3 separate regions of the Cyprinus carpio genome follow, and all the other regions are linked to region 3. A link is a contact called in public Hi-C data. All regions are on one chromosome and are shown on one strand. Each heading gives the region's core, a stretch centred on a gene start, on an enhancer-like site or on the middle of the called end of the contact. The rest is flanking DNA. Distances are from core to core; before and after follow the strand shown.

Region 1 (4,361 bases), core at 1,451-3,950, 38 kb before region 3:
TGAGTAAGTATTAATAAAATAAAATAAAATAAAATAAAATAAAATAAAATAAAATAAAATAAAATAAAATAAAATTAAATTAAATTAAATTAAATTAAATTAAAAAAATTAATAAAAAAGTCAAATAAAATAAAAAAAGACTTCTGAATGTTAATGAATATTATTCTACACATATATAGTGATACCTGTATACAAAAGCATGAAATGTCTCTCATAACCCTCTTGCACATTATAGGTCTCAAACCACATTCTGAATGTATTGTGGACTCATACTGAATAAAGGTGCACCATAAATCAGTAATACAGTACATTACTGCAAAACACACTGTATGCATGAAATATAAAAAGAAATGTCTAATGTATGTGCGGCCACCGTAGCTCTTGTTAACAGCTGGTCTTTCAGGGCAAATACTACCAATGGACTGCACAACCCCTTTTTAAAAATAATGTATTTCATTTTTATGTGACCATCATTTTTTTTAAAGATTAAAGCGATGCAATCATGTAATATTACGGTATGGCTTTTGACTGAACCCAGAGGTTTGTCTGCATAATCTTCACCTTTGGCAGTAAAAGCAAAAAGGAAATTCTAAGCCATGAATCTATATGTGCATGGAACACCGTGTTCCTAGCGACATGCATAATATGTCAACAGCAGGTAGAGTCTTTCACGAGAACCTGCTGTGCAGAATAACTGCACATTCAGACAGCTAACTGCTGCCCATATGAGACCTGCGGACGGAGCTCAGGATGGGGGCTGGGACTCAGCAATGTCTGAATCAAGCATTCAGCCCTGCCAGCATTTTACTTCTCCTCTCTCTCTCTCTCTCTCTCTCTCTCTCTCTCTCTCTCTGTGCTCTGGTCAGAAAATCCTTCTCTCAGAGGAGCCTGAAGGTTTCTGCATGTGGTGATCACATTGTGGTTTCTTGTACCAGTATGCAGTATAGAGCTGAAAGGTCAGAATATGAAGAACATGAAGTGAGACCGCAGGCGTCACAATGAGCTCAGTGTGATTGCTTTCATTTGGCAAGAGTTAAAGGGCACAAAATGAGGGGCGTCAATTAATTTGACACGCTTGGTGCTCTTAAAGGGGACTGTATGCTTTTGAAGGAATTTTAAAGGAATTTTTGTGAATCTGTGAGATTTGCTTTATCAGTGCCAAAGAAGGTGGCAGCTGCCAGGATCCATGTAAAGAGACATATATGATTCATGCAGTGGTGCGGGAACAGCATGAGTGTGTGGAGAGGGGAGTGGACTCTATATGTAGATAATTGTGCATTGGGGGAGGGGCCAAGAGTAAGGAGTTTCACTGATGAGATCTCACATGCATGCTATATGTATGTGTGTATATATTAAAGTCACTAAATTAGTGCTTTCAAACAATTAATTGCGAAGCTTTTGTTTACATAATATATGAGTGTGTGCTGTGTATATTTATTATGTATATATAAATACAAACACATACAGTATATATATTGAAAATATTTACATGTATATATTTATATTCATATAATTTATATTATATATAAAGATATATAATATATAAACATATATTTTTCTTAAATATATACATGCATATGTGTGCATTTATATATATACAGTACATAATAAATATGCACAGTAGTACACACATATATTATGCGAACGAAAATTTTAATTTGTATGCGATTAATCTCGAAATATAAAAAAAATTCATTAAATATTAAGTGTGTGTGTGTGTGTGTGTGTGTGTGTGTGTGTGTGTGTGTGTGTGTGTGTATATATTAATACAAACTGTGTTTGTATATTTATATAATGTATAGATTTAAATTTTGTGTGTGTGTGTGTGTGGGTGTGTGAGTGTGATTATACTGCACACATTTATATATATATGTTATATATTTTAATAATGTTATATATTTTAATATATGAATTATATAATATAAAATGTATATAATGTAATAATATATATATAACAATATTAATACAAACAGTGTTTGTATATTTACTGTAGATTTAGATTTGTTAAAAAAAATTAAATATCTATTTTATGCATGCATGCTTGTGTGTGTGTGTGTGTGTGTGTATATATATATATGAGTACAGTATAAACAAATATAAGATGATTAAAATAAATAATTATATATTATATATTAATTAGAATGTGTATTGTGTGTATACACACAAGCATATAAATGCATAATTTTTTTTTTTTTTTTATAAATCAATGAGTGTGTGTGTGTGTGTGTGTGTGTGTGTGTGTGTGTGTGTGTGTGTGTGTGTGTATATATATATATATATATATATATATATAAGAATAATAGAATAATATTATGAATTATTTTAGAAAATTGGACATTTAAATACAATAAGTAAAGAGGAAACTGAATTGTTTTTGAATGTCATGGGGAAGTAGGTCACAAACCTTGCATTTGTTTGTCTCCTGATATTTTGCTCTGTTTCAAGTGTTCTTTACACTTGCTCATTTAGGTTATTAGTTCTTTTGGTTTCATTGTCATTATTTTTTGTTTGTTCATCTCTTAACAGGTCACATCAATTCCAGGTTAAGTGATATTACACAACAAAATCATTTCATCAAACCGTTCCTAGCTTGATCAGTACTCCATGACTTCCTGAAAAAAAGGAGTGCATCAGTGCAGGTTTTGGCGCAGGAAATTGAGGTTAGCAGAAAATGGGTCACTGTAAGACTTGCGCTCTGTGCGTGGCCTACTGTCAGCGCCTGTGAATTGAAGGGAGATGCGCAAAGATAATTAGCTGTTTGAGAACAGGAGACAACCGTGTTTCGTCTGATCTGTTTTGAGCTCTGACACTGTCAGCGTAAGGGTTAATGCTGTTGTAAGCAATACCCATTTGCTTGAGTGCTATTTTGGTTGGAACTCTAGAGAGGATAGGAGCGCATTAAATCATGTGGTGTTACTGTTACCTCAGAGGTAACTGAAGTTCAGATAATGTTCGACTTAGGAGAGTGACCCGTCATGATAAATTAGAGATTATTATTATAATGCATCAGACACATCAAAATATTATTTGAAGTGCGTTGAAATAATGTTGTAGACTGTGAGCACTCGTTAATTGCATAAGCACGGAGGAAAGTAGCTTGCTAGCACAGATATCTGTGGTTTTTAGGGTGTTCTGGTGATTCTAAGGTGTTACTAGGGTGTTTTGGCAGGTTTCTATGGTTTTCTGTGTACGTCTGATAAATCATTAGGCTTAATTTTGTTGCTTTTGGTGGACATAACATGAATTTTTAAAATTCAGATAAAAAAAAAAATCATTTTCACACTTTAAAATTGCACTTTTTATTGAAAATATTTTACGTTTTATATACCTTTTACAATTTGAAAATATTTTAAATATTTTTTTTCAAAATGTTCATATAGTTTTCTTTATGAATAATTTTTTTTAAAAGTGTTATAAAAGTATATTGTATGACTCCTTTGTTATATTTCAGCCTTCTGAAGTCACGTGATGCTTTCTGTGATTAACAGACCCAAAACTGTATTTAAAGTTTAATTAAAAGTATATTTAGAGGTTGTTTTGAAATGTGGCCACTATTGCGTTATCACAAATGTAACATACCACAGATATTTTGCTCTGCAAGAGAGAATAAAGAATAATTACCTCAAAAATTGTGTTCAGAATGCACTAAAACAATGTTGGTATTGATTGTAGTCACTAGTTAGCTTTGTAATATAAGTGTGTAGGATACACAAAAATAGCAAGTAGCTTGCATTCGAAGCCACTTAGAAAGCACCTAACACACCACAAATATTTGTTTTGCAAGAGACTACAAAGGGAGATTGCATTAAAATTGCATCAAACTCCAAAGTCAAGTGAATGAATGTTGTTTTGCACTGTGACGTATTCCAGGAATATTATCATCTGAAACATGCTGCAACTTGTAAACCAAAGCAACTTGCATAATGCTATTAACGTGAAACATGCAAAAAGCTTCTGTTCATTTGAACAGCACATTTCCCACACACCAGTAGTTTCAGTTTTGCTAAAATAAAAAAAAGGGTTTATTGTGTTTTATTTACCAGCATTTTACATTATTTCTTAGTAGCTATGTTTCCATCCAAAGTTATTCCAAAATTTCAATATAGCATAAAACATGTGCAAATAAAGTACCGTTTCCATCTAGTGAGTTGAAGAGAACAAAACCACTTCCTGATTAACTTGCGCTAAATATCATGAAGAAAATTTAAATTTGCTGCAGTATAGTAGAAGGCACTGTATATAATATTTTTTGCATATAATAAATTACGAGCTTCAGAGACCGCAGTTGAAACGCGGCCATGTTATCTTATTTTCAGAGCATGCTGTTTAGGAACGCTGTTCTGGGAGTTAATTATAACTAA
Region 2 (4,490 bases), core at 1,077-3,576, 62 kb before region 3:
TTGTATCACTTTCATTTTTGAATTTTAATTTATTATATGATATAGAATGTAAATATGTCAGTTATGCCTAAATGTAATACTACATTTGAACTTTTAATTTGCTAAAATAAAACAGATAAAATATTAGACAATCCCGATTTGTGTATAATTAATACATTATAATCCTATGAGCATAAACCTTTAGATCAGTTCTGTCAATTGTGCTAATGCTAAAATAAGACAGCTAAAATATTACAGTATGTAGTTGTGATTGGGTAATAATTTTGTCATTTTTCTATATAAATAATATAAAATTTAATTCATGCATTTGAATCATATGAGCGCAGATAGATGGATGGATGGATGGATGTCTAAAATTGTTATTCCAAGAATGAATAGAAGGAAAACAGACATTTCTTTGTGGGCAGTATTTCTTACATCCTGACAAGCAATGTGTCTTATGTGGAAAATGCTGCTTTGCATTTACGGTAAACTCTGAGCATATTTTTAACGCATAGGTATTTTTAGCTTGTGTGTTTTTCAGAGGGATTCAGTTCATGGTCTTGTACTGTTTGCTATGTGGTGCCAGTGTCATGACATCTTTTAGAGGCATTTTTCCTGTTGAAATGGAACGCTTGACCGTCTGTTGACTTCCTGTTTCTGCTTACGAGCAGTGGGCCGAACACTGAGATCAGGAAGAAGGAAATGTACCTCCTTAGGGACAGGGAATGTTCTGTGATTTTACTCTTTATCCTGTCTCACCTGCTTATGTAACACTTCCGTATAGGCAAACATAGAAACAAACAGAGAGCAGCTGGACAAGGAAGCCAGTCTGTTATTCATACATTCCACTCATTGTGCTGTCAGGACAAAGTCAACAATTCTCACTTTTGTTAACTAAATCTTCCATTTCACTGTAATTGCTTATTTATGCATTTTCAATTACCTTTGACCTGGTTTAATGAATATTCATACTCCCTATTCATGAATATTCATTTAAAACATGCATTCCATCTTAACACTAGAAAAAGTCAAAAAGCTACAATTATTTTTACCATGGGAAAATAACTGTACTGCATGGTATCAAGTGGCTTACAACCTCTATAAAATTCCTGCATTAGCAATATGATAAAATCAAGTGAAGTTTACCTTGATTTTTACATTTTAATTGTGATTTAGTGCCCTTTTTTTCTGAACAAGCAGTTATCTGCCATAACATGACAGTAATCATTAGCATCGTCCAGAATTTTAATACCCGTATATACCTGTTAATTTACACAAATTTGTATTCTAAATAATACATTTTGTAGAATTCTTTTTTATTATTTTTTATTTTTTTTATCTGTTATCTGCCATAGCATGACAATAATTATTGGCTTATCAGTATTGACTAGAATTTTAATACCAGCGCATCCCTGTTAACTTACACAAATGTATTTACTATATAATAATGAAGTTTATTGAATTTTATTAGTTTTAAAAAAAAAAGTTTTTTTTTTTTTTTTTTTTTATCTGCCTTAACATCACAATAATTATCGGCTCATTAGTATCAACTAGAAATTTAATATCAGTGCATACATTGATTATTTGTTTGTGTGTGTGTATATTTTTCTAGGTGGTTGCTAGGTAGTTGCTTTTGTGTTCTGAGTGATTGCTGTGTGGTTTGCTTACTGGGTCAATGTTTAAAATAGTTTTGTTTTGTGTTTTTGTCGGAAATCGCAGATATAATCGCTCAGAATATTAATGCAACACCTTTCCTCAACAAAATGCATGACAGTCGTTCATGCCAGACTTATAATGAACAAGGCTCTCCCAATCAGATTTTAGAGCCCATTTTATAAAATGTGATTTACAGTGGACAGCCTGAGGGAGGCCATCATGTTTAATGGTGTTATCCATGTAAGCCACACTGCTGCAGGACATGTGTGAAAGACATGTATAGCTACAAGGATATCAGTGTCTATCCTTCAATCTCCGCCCCCATCATGTGGTTTGAAAGTTGATCGGCCGGCCTGGTGCGGTGCGGAGCTGGAGCGAAGGAAAATGAGCATGCTGCTATTTTTAGACCCTCTGGCAGGTGGACAGAAGCGGAGCACATCTATATATAGAGCTGAAGAGAGCGGGAGAGCATGTCAGAGTGGGCTATGCTGGGACTGCACGTCATGGAGATGCCCTGAGCGACGGCCTCTGACCCCGCCCCCTGTCCGCAGCATTTCCTATGTTTCAGTCACCGTGCCGAAGCGCTTCTGTTCTGGTGTCTATCACTGCATCTGGCACTGATGGCTTGTGGGAGGCCGATTGGGCAGACGGTGTGTGAATTATTGAGCAGATGGGGAGTTTCTGCAAGGAAAATGGTGTGGCTTTATCATTCATTTATTTATTTGCTTCACAGCAAAGGATTGTACGAAAGAACTAGACAAATACACAAATATCAATGTAATTGTGGTGCAACAAGTCTTTAGCAGTGAACCCAACTTGAAAGAAAAAAAAAACAATAAAGGAAAAAGGTTCTTGAGATTATTAAAATTTTCGTAGAACTGAAATGTTTCTTTAAAGAACTGATCACTGAAAGGTTCTTTGGGGAACCAAAAATGGTTCTTTTATAGCATTGCTGTGAAAACCCTCTTTGAAACCTTTATGTTAGATCAAGAAATGGCATGCTTAATTGTATGTAATTTTTTTACATTTGTTTTTAGAATGAATCATTTTAGTGACTCGTGCCATTTGGATGATTCATTTCAATGAATTGATTCTTAGAAATAATTTTTTATGAAATATTAATTTAAATGCTGCCATTATTCCCTGTTTTTGATCTGTTTATATATTTGGCTTTCAAAGTGGGTTCTAGTTTTATTAGTTGTGTAGTGTAGATAATTTTGTCATCCTAACTGAGGTCTTTGTTGTTTTTGTACGAGGTAAATACTGCTCTTACTTCAAAATTAAAGATATCAACTGATAAATTGTATTAAATTGCAATAATCGCAATAATGTATTTGTGATTTTGTGGTGCAACAATCTTTAGCAGTGAATCATTTCATTTGGATGATTCGGTTATTCATTAAGTCCCTGCATTCCATTTGATTTATTTTTTATATGGAAACATTAGGTTAAATTCTGTAGTAAATCCCTGTTTTTAACCTATTTATATACAAAACTTTTGATTATATAGATCAGTGGTTCTCAACTCCAGGCCTCGGGACCCACTGCTCTGCACATTTTGAATGTTTCTGAATCTGACACACTCAGTTCAGTTCATGGATCTCTCTCCTAATGAGCTGATGATCTGAATCAGGTGCGATAAATAAGGGAGACAAACAAAATGTGCAGAGCACTGGGTCCCGAGGACTGGAGTTGAGAACCACTGATATAGATTAAAAGTTTTGAGTAGATTTAATTCAGTCACCCTAATTGGGATCATTGTTGTTTTGTGCCGGATAAATACTGCTATTATATTATATTATATTATATTTACATCGGGTAAAATAAGTATTGAACACGGCACCATTTTTCTCGTAAATACATTTCTGTATTAGGTGCTGTTGACTTGAAATTTTCCCCAGATGTCGGTAACAACCCAAGTAATCCATACATACAAGGAAAACAAATAAATTCAGAAAATAAGTTATGTGTAATACAATTGAATTAAAAAATATCATTCACAAACTTCTACAATACTCTTTGCCTTTTGTCAGTGATTATATATTTTAGCTATACTGTAGTACCATCAGATTGGTAGAACACATTTTGCTTTTAAAATGTTCACATTTACAATTTACATTTAAATCCAGCCAGGTGTTGGCCTATAACCTATTAAAAAAAGGAATTCCCTTGTGTAAACAGCGCTGACAGAAGATGGAGCATTGGGAAATTTTGGATTTTGAATTTAGATTAAGATTAATAAGGGTTTATCAGGGATTAATAAAGAACAATTGCTTTAATGTCATGTTAGCACACGCAGAGAGATTATCATGACATGCTGAACATGTACAGTGCGGGCTGATAGTTTCTACCGAAGGATGATGTCTAATTCCCAGTCCTGTAATCTCAGAGAGGTGTCTAGAGCTAAGATGCTTCAGTCATATCTGTTTGACGTGACTGCTGGGGTCCAGTGTGGGAACAGTAGGAGAATGAGCTCTAGCAGCACTGGTTCTGTTCATGATAAGATGGCTGCCGCTCCAGTGGTTACATTGATGGGTTTTGTCCACATGCAGACATGTGCAGGCGCTAGATAACAACAGCACTGCTCGAGTCAACCTGTCCAATTCTTTCGGCTGAATAACTGTGGGGCAGAATGGAGGAGGAGGATGAGGAAGCCTAACATGCTACAAAGAAGCTTTACATTCTTACATGGAGGCCAGATAGAAGACACTCAGCCAATCATAAGATTCTAGTATGGTATTTATGTTATCGGAATCTTAGAAATTTAAGGATAAAATTAAATAGAAATTTTAGTGGATACAATAATTTTGTTTTCTACTTTTTCAATATTTTATGTATTTTATTTAATGCAT
Region 3 (4,834 bases), core at 96-2,595:
GCCGAGAGACCTCAACGTGCTGCAAAAAGAAAAAAACACCTGCAAATTAAGAAAACAACTTCATAAATTTGACAACAAACAAGCTGCAAATGCTCACAACACAACCAAATAAAGAAACGCGATGCAAATAGAAAAAAAAACTACTGCAAATTAAGAAAACAACTTAATCAATTTGACAACACGTGCTACTAATGCTCACAACACAACCAAATAACGAAACGCACTGCAAATGCTCACAACACAACCAAATAAAGAAACACAAAGCAAATAGAAAAAAACAACTGCAAATTAAGAAAACAACTTCATCAATTTGACAACAAATATGCTGCAAATACTCACAACACAACCAAACAAAGAAAATAGAAATTCTTTATTTGTTTGCGTTGTGAGCATTTGCAGCACCTGTTGTCAAACTGATGAAGTTGTTTTCTTGAATTGCTGGTGCTTTTTCTATTTGTGTTTTCTAATAGTATTTTATGAAGCTCTCTCAGCTACTGCACAAAAACCATTAGGATAGTAAAAAAAAAAAAAAAGGAAAAATCATGATCCATGAAAATATTTTGTAAATTTCCTACTGTAAATATATCAAAACTTTCTGATCAGTAATATGTATTCCTTAGAACTTAATTTGGACAACTTTAAAGGCGATTTTCTCCACCTTTTTTTTTTTTGCACCCTCAAATTCCAGTTTTTTAAATAGGCCTAGTTGTATCTTTGCTAAAAACCCATACATCAATGGAACACCTATTTATTCACCTTTCAGTTGATGTATAAATCTCAATAAAAAAATAAAAAAATGGACCCTTATGACTGCTTTTGTGGTCCAGCTTCAGTATACTATTATATTGTCACTGTACTAAAGTCAGTTTCTTCCGGTCTATCTGTCTATGCATATCTATCTATCTATCTATCTATCTATCTATCTATAAAAAATGGACCTATATATATATATATATATATATATATATATATATATATATATATATATATATATATATATATGTTTGTGTGAATAATATGCATTCATACATATTAATATGTATGTACAAAGCATTCATCTATTTTGTAGTACTCTTCATACTTGTCTGAAATAATACTCCGAATCTGTAACGGGGGCTTCAGGCATGGCCCATGTGAATCATTCTCCCTGTCTGCCCCACACCGGCTAAACGCCCTCAAAAAAGCCTCGACTATTTGGCGCGTTTTGATTCCCGCCACGTCTACGTTTTCCTTTATTTTCATATTTGATTGACCTTTTTCTGCAGAGGCAGGCGCATTACTCATTGGCTTAATCGTGTTTGTGGGCGGAGCCAATCCTCCCTTTTACTACTGCTATATAACGGCTCTTGTCCCTCCCTCACGATTTAGAAAGCCGGGTGTTTGTGTTCGTCGCGCACCTCAGACAATAATATTTATCTTCGAAATATATTAATCGTTTACTTTATTTCATATTCTAAACTGGAATAGACCTTGCGCGGTCGTTTAAAGTTCGTCTTGAGAATCAAAACCCATCGAGCCTCGATGAGAAGGGATTTCTACAGGCTTCTAGACCGGATCCCTCAAGCAGACCTTCCCTACATCCATCTCTACACGACGGATTTCGACCTCAACATTGGAATAACCCTCAAGAAGAACTATCTTTTCGGATTATAAAATGCTTCTATCAAAATTAAACACATTCGCTCACATTTCCACCGTGGACATGCCGGCGAAAATCCAGCTTCAAGGTTAGAGGACGGTTATTCTCGCGTGTCTCTATCTGTGTGTGTGAGTGTGTGTGTGTTGTGGTCTTGGGCTAGTTCACGTCAGCAAGACTGAGTGTTGGGAGTAACGCGTGCGTCAGATTTCCAATTATTAAATAATTGTACGTCTTTTATCAATTCTTACGAATCTATCGTATCTTTTATCGACAGTTAAGGAGAAAGAGCCGTTCGAGAAGGTGTTTCAGGTCGGCTCTGTGCTGGGAAGCGGCGGTTTTGGGACGGTGTATGCGGGTTTGAGGATTGCCGATGGCGCGCCGGTAGGTTCCTGAATAGAGTGTTTTTGTTTACATAAGTGTGAACGTTTAGAATCTTCATAACGTGTGTGTGTGTAACATATAAAAATAATGCAAATGTCATTAACTGCTTAATAATGTATTTATTTATTTATTTTTAGGTTGCCATCAAGCATGTGGCAAAAGATCGTGTGACTGAATGGGGAGAGCTGGTGAGTATTTAATTAAAAGGATTATATTCGTATGATTCGTATCTAAAACATTGCACATAAATAAAAAATGACAGCGTCAGTAAAACGAACATGTCCTCCGTTTATAGCCCAATGGCGCGCGCGTCCCAATGGAGATCGTCCTGTTAAAGAAGGTCGGCACCGGATTCCGTGGCGTGATCAAGATGCTGGACTGGTACGAGCGACCGGACAGCTTCATTATAGTCATGGAAAGACCGGAGACCGTCAAGGACTTGTTTGATTTCATCACGGAGAAGGGCGCGTTACCGGAGGAGCTGGCCAGGAACTTTTTTCGCCAGGTCCTGGAAGCGGTGCGTCATTGCCACAACAACGGCGTGGTTCACCGTGACATCAAGGACGAGAATATTCTCATCGATCTACGAACCGGCGATCTGAAGCTCATCGACTTTGGATCGGGGGCTTTACTCAAAGACACCGTTTACACCGATTTCGACGGTAAGAGCCATTTGCATGACCTTCAAGTCAGGGTTCCCACGGTCACGGAAAACGTGGCGGGAGCGGGGAAAATTGAAATGCGTGCTTATCTAGCCTCATGGAAATTTGTGTCGTGGATATAAATGTTTATTTAAAATAAATATGTAAACATTAGTACGATTTTGTGAGGGGGAAAGTTTATAAAACCCCCAAAATTATTGGCTAGAAATTGCTTAAGGTAGTTTTAAATGCGTTTAGACGTTGAAATTCGATTGTTGTAAGGTTTGAAAGTCTTGTCACGCTCTAAGAAGGGTGTATGTTTATATGTTGAGGCGATGCTTTTACGTTTTAAAACGAGTGTATCAAACATATCTGACATTAATCACTTGATAAATGTATTATGACCCCCTTTCATCGTTGACTAGCCATATCAAGCTTTAAAAAAATCACTCGGCGTGATGATTTGTTTATTTTTGTATTATGTTGCTTTGGAAAAAAAACATTTCGCTTGGTTGTGGATTTGGCGCCACCGCCGGTGGGAAATGGAATTATTACAACTCAAAGTTTGTAAACACAAGTCACATGGCAACCAGTTTCTTCACATGCGCGCGCCTGCCGTCACGCTCCCGAGCACATGACTGTGCACATTAATGCTGTGCCAGAACAATAATGTTCAAACAAGACACACCTTTTTCCTGCCGCACCTTTACCTTTTAAAGACTTGTATGCAGTTTTATTGCTTTTTTGTATTTCAGTGTTGCAGAATCATGAATTTAAATGCAGTTTTCTGTTCTCTCTTCAGGTACACGTGTTTACAGTCCACCAGAGTGGATCAAATTTCACCGCTACCATGGTAGATCCGCGACTGTGTGGTCTCTGGGCATCCTGCTGTACGACATGGTGTGTGGGGACATCCCGTTCGAGCAGGACGAAGAGATTGTACGCGGACAGGTGCTGTTCAGGCGGAGAATCTCAACAGGTAAGACTTACAGATCACATGACACTGCCTTCTAGGAGGTTTATGGGTTTATTGCAGGGCTATAATCACACATCCTGTTTTACAGAGTGCCAGCAGCTTATCAAGTGGTGCCTGGCCCTCCGCCCTGCGGAACGCCCGTCTTTCGAGGACATCATCAACCACCCTTGGATGCAGAACACAGCACCCCCTACGGACAACACTGAGATCAGACTGCAGTCAGCCCGCTGCTTTCCCAGCAGTCACTGTGTGCAAATGACTCTATCTGAATACATACATAGAGACTTTCCATTACAGCAGCAAACCACCCAGGGGACCTGCAGACTGAGCAGTGCAAAAAAAAAAAATAACAACACATGTTCTTTTGTTTTGAGCATTGCTGCTAGGCGGGAGTTCTAGGCTAGGCCAAAAAAGGGAGAGGTCCACCTTTTAGTGAGATCTGTTATCTCTCATCTCCTGCCCCCCGTGGCTCAGGGTCCCATAAGTCTGGCTCGTAGTAACCAAATGACTGTCAACACTGCTGTCGGGCATGGGTAGATTGAGAAGCCCATCTCAGCCAGTGTAGGGAGGAGCTCGGGGACAACCGATGCAGCAGCCACAAGGAGTGGTGCTGCGATGAGGGCTGATCTGCGGCTTCGGTGCACCGTCAGGGCTGTTCCTTTAGGAAGCAGATCAGCCAAGCTTAATTATTTTAGTGCCTTCTGTGCAAGATCAAGGGTTTGTTTTGTTTTGTTTTTTGGAAATACTTGAATTGAGTAATAGCCACTGTAACACTCTACTCCTTAACCAGATGTCTTTTTTTACCTTCTTGCTTCCACTTTACCTGCTCCTGGCAGGTAACTGTCGGTCTTACTCTAATATGTCAGAGAGAGTAACCAAATCGACCTCACAAACCTCTGCAGAATGAAAAGTCTTACCTCACTCTTTCAAACCGCTGTTTCTTTTTCCTCTTCCTTTGTAATGTGTAACCCTCAACAACTACCACTCATTGTCACAGATGCACAAAGCAATGCAACTATGACATAAAAGACTACATTTTCTGCATATTATTTTTGTTTATATTGTAAATAGCTCGGTCAGATGACTCAATTCCATGATGAGGCTTATTGTAAATTATATTTATTGGAGTGTCTTAAAAAGAAAAGAAAACGAGATGGAAGTGGAAGTATTTATTTATTTATTTATAGAGAAGCAATT

The links. A called contact is a pair of places that touch in the nucleus more often than the background predicts.
Region 1: a Hi-C map of skeletal muscle shows a contact between it and region 3, with 2.0 times the contacts expected there. The contact joins the enhancer-like site here to the promoter of LOC109049576 in region 3. A contact is called at or near these places in 4 of 8 Hi-C or Micro-C datasets (red blood cells and skeletal muscle).
Region 2: a Hi-C map of skeletal muscle shows a contact between it and region 3, with 2.0 times the contacts expected there. The contact joins the enhancer-like site here to the promoter of LOC109049576 in region 3. A contact is called at or near these places in 2 of 8 Hi-C or Micro-C datasets (both in skeletal muscle).

The regions. Positions count from the first base shown.
Region 1 is chrB8:6,226,336-6,230,696 of ASM1834038v1, forward strand. No RefSeq gene overlaps it. Among protein-coding and RNA genes, the nearest start is that of LOC122138222, 25 kb to the right of the region's middle. Within about 2 kb of position 2,701, at least 1 of the 8 cell types and tissues checked has an H3K27ac peak or open chromatin away from gene starts, as enhancers often do. A contact at or near this core is called in skeletal muscle, where this site is marked.
Region 2 is chrB8:6,203,030-6,207,519 of ASM1834038v1, forward strand. No RefSeq gene overlaps it. Among protein-coding and RNA genes, the nearest start is that of LOC109053728, 46 kb to the left of the region's middle. Within about 2 kb of position 2,327, at least 2 of the 8 cell types and tissues checked have an H3K27ac peak or open chromatin away from gene starts, as enhancers often do. A contact at or near this core is called in skeletal muscle, where this site is marked.
Region 3 is chrB8:6,265,580-6,270,413 of ASM1834038v1, forward strand. LOC109049576 (serine/threonine-protein kinase pim-1-like) reads left to right here and starts at 1,346. Exons shown (of 7, transcript XM_042729363.1): 1 at 1,346-1,727; 2 at 1,914-2,020; 3 at 2,158-2,208; 4 at 2,316-2,682; 5 at 3,464-3,640; 6 at 3,726-3,855; 7 at 3,857-4,117. The coding sequence starts at 1,655. The coding sequence ends at 3,896. LOC122138222 (a long non-coding RNA gene) reads left to right here. Exons shown (of 6, transcript XR_006155401.1): 6 at 1-14.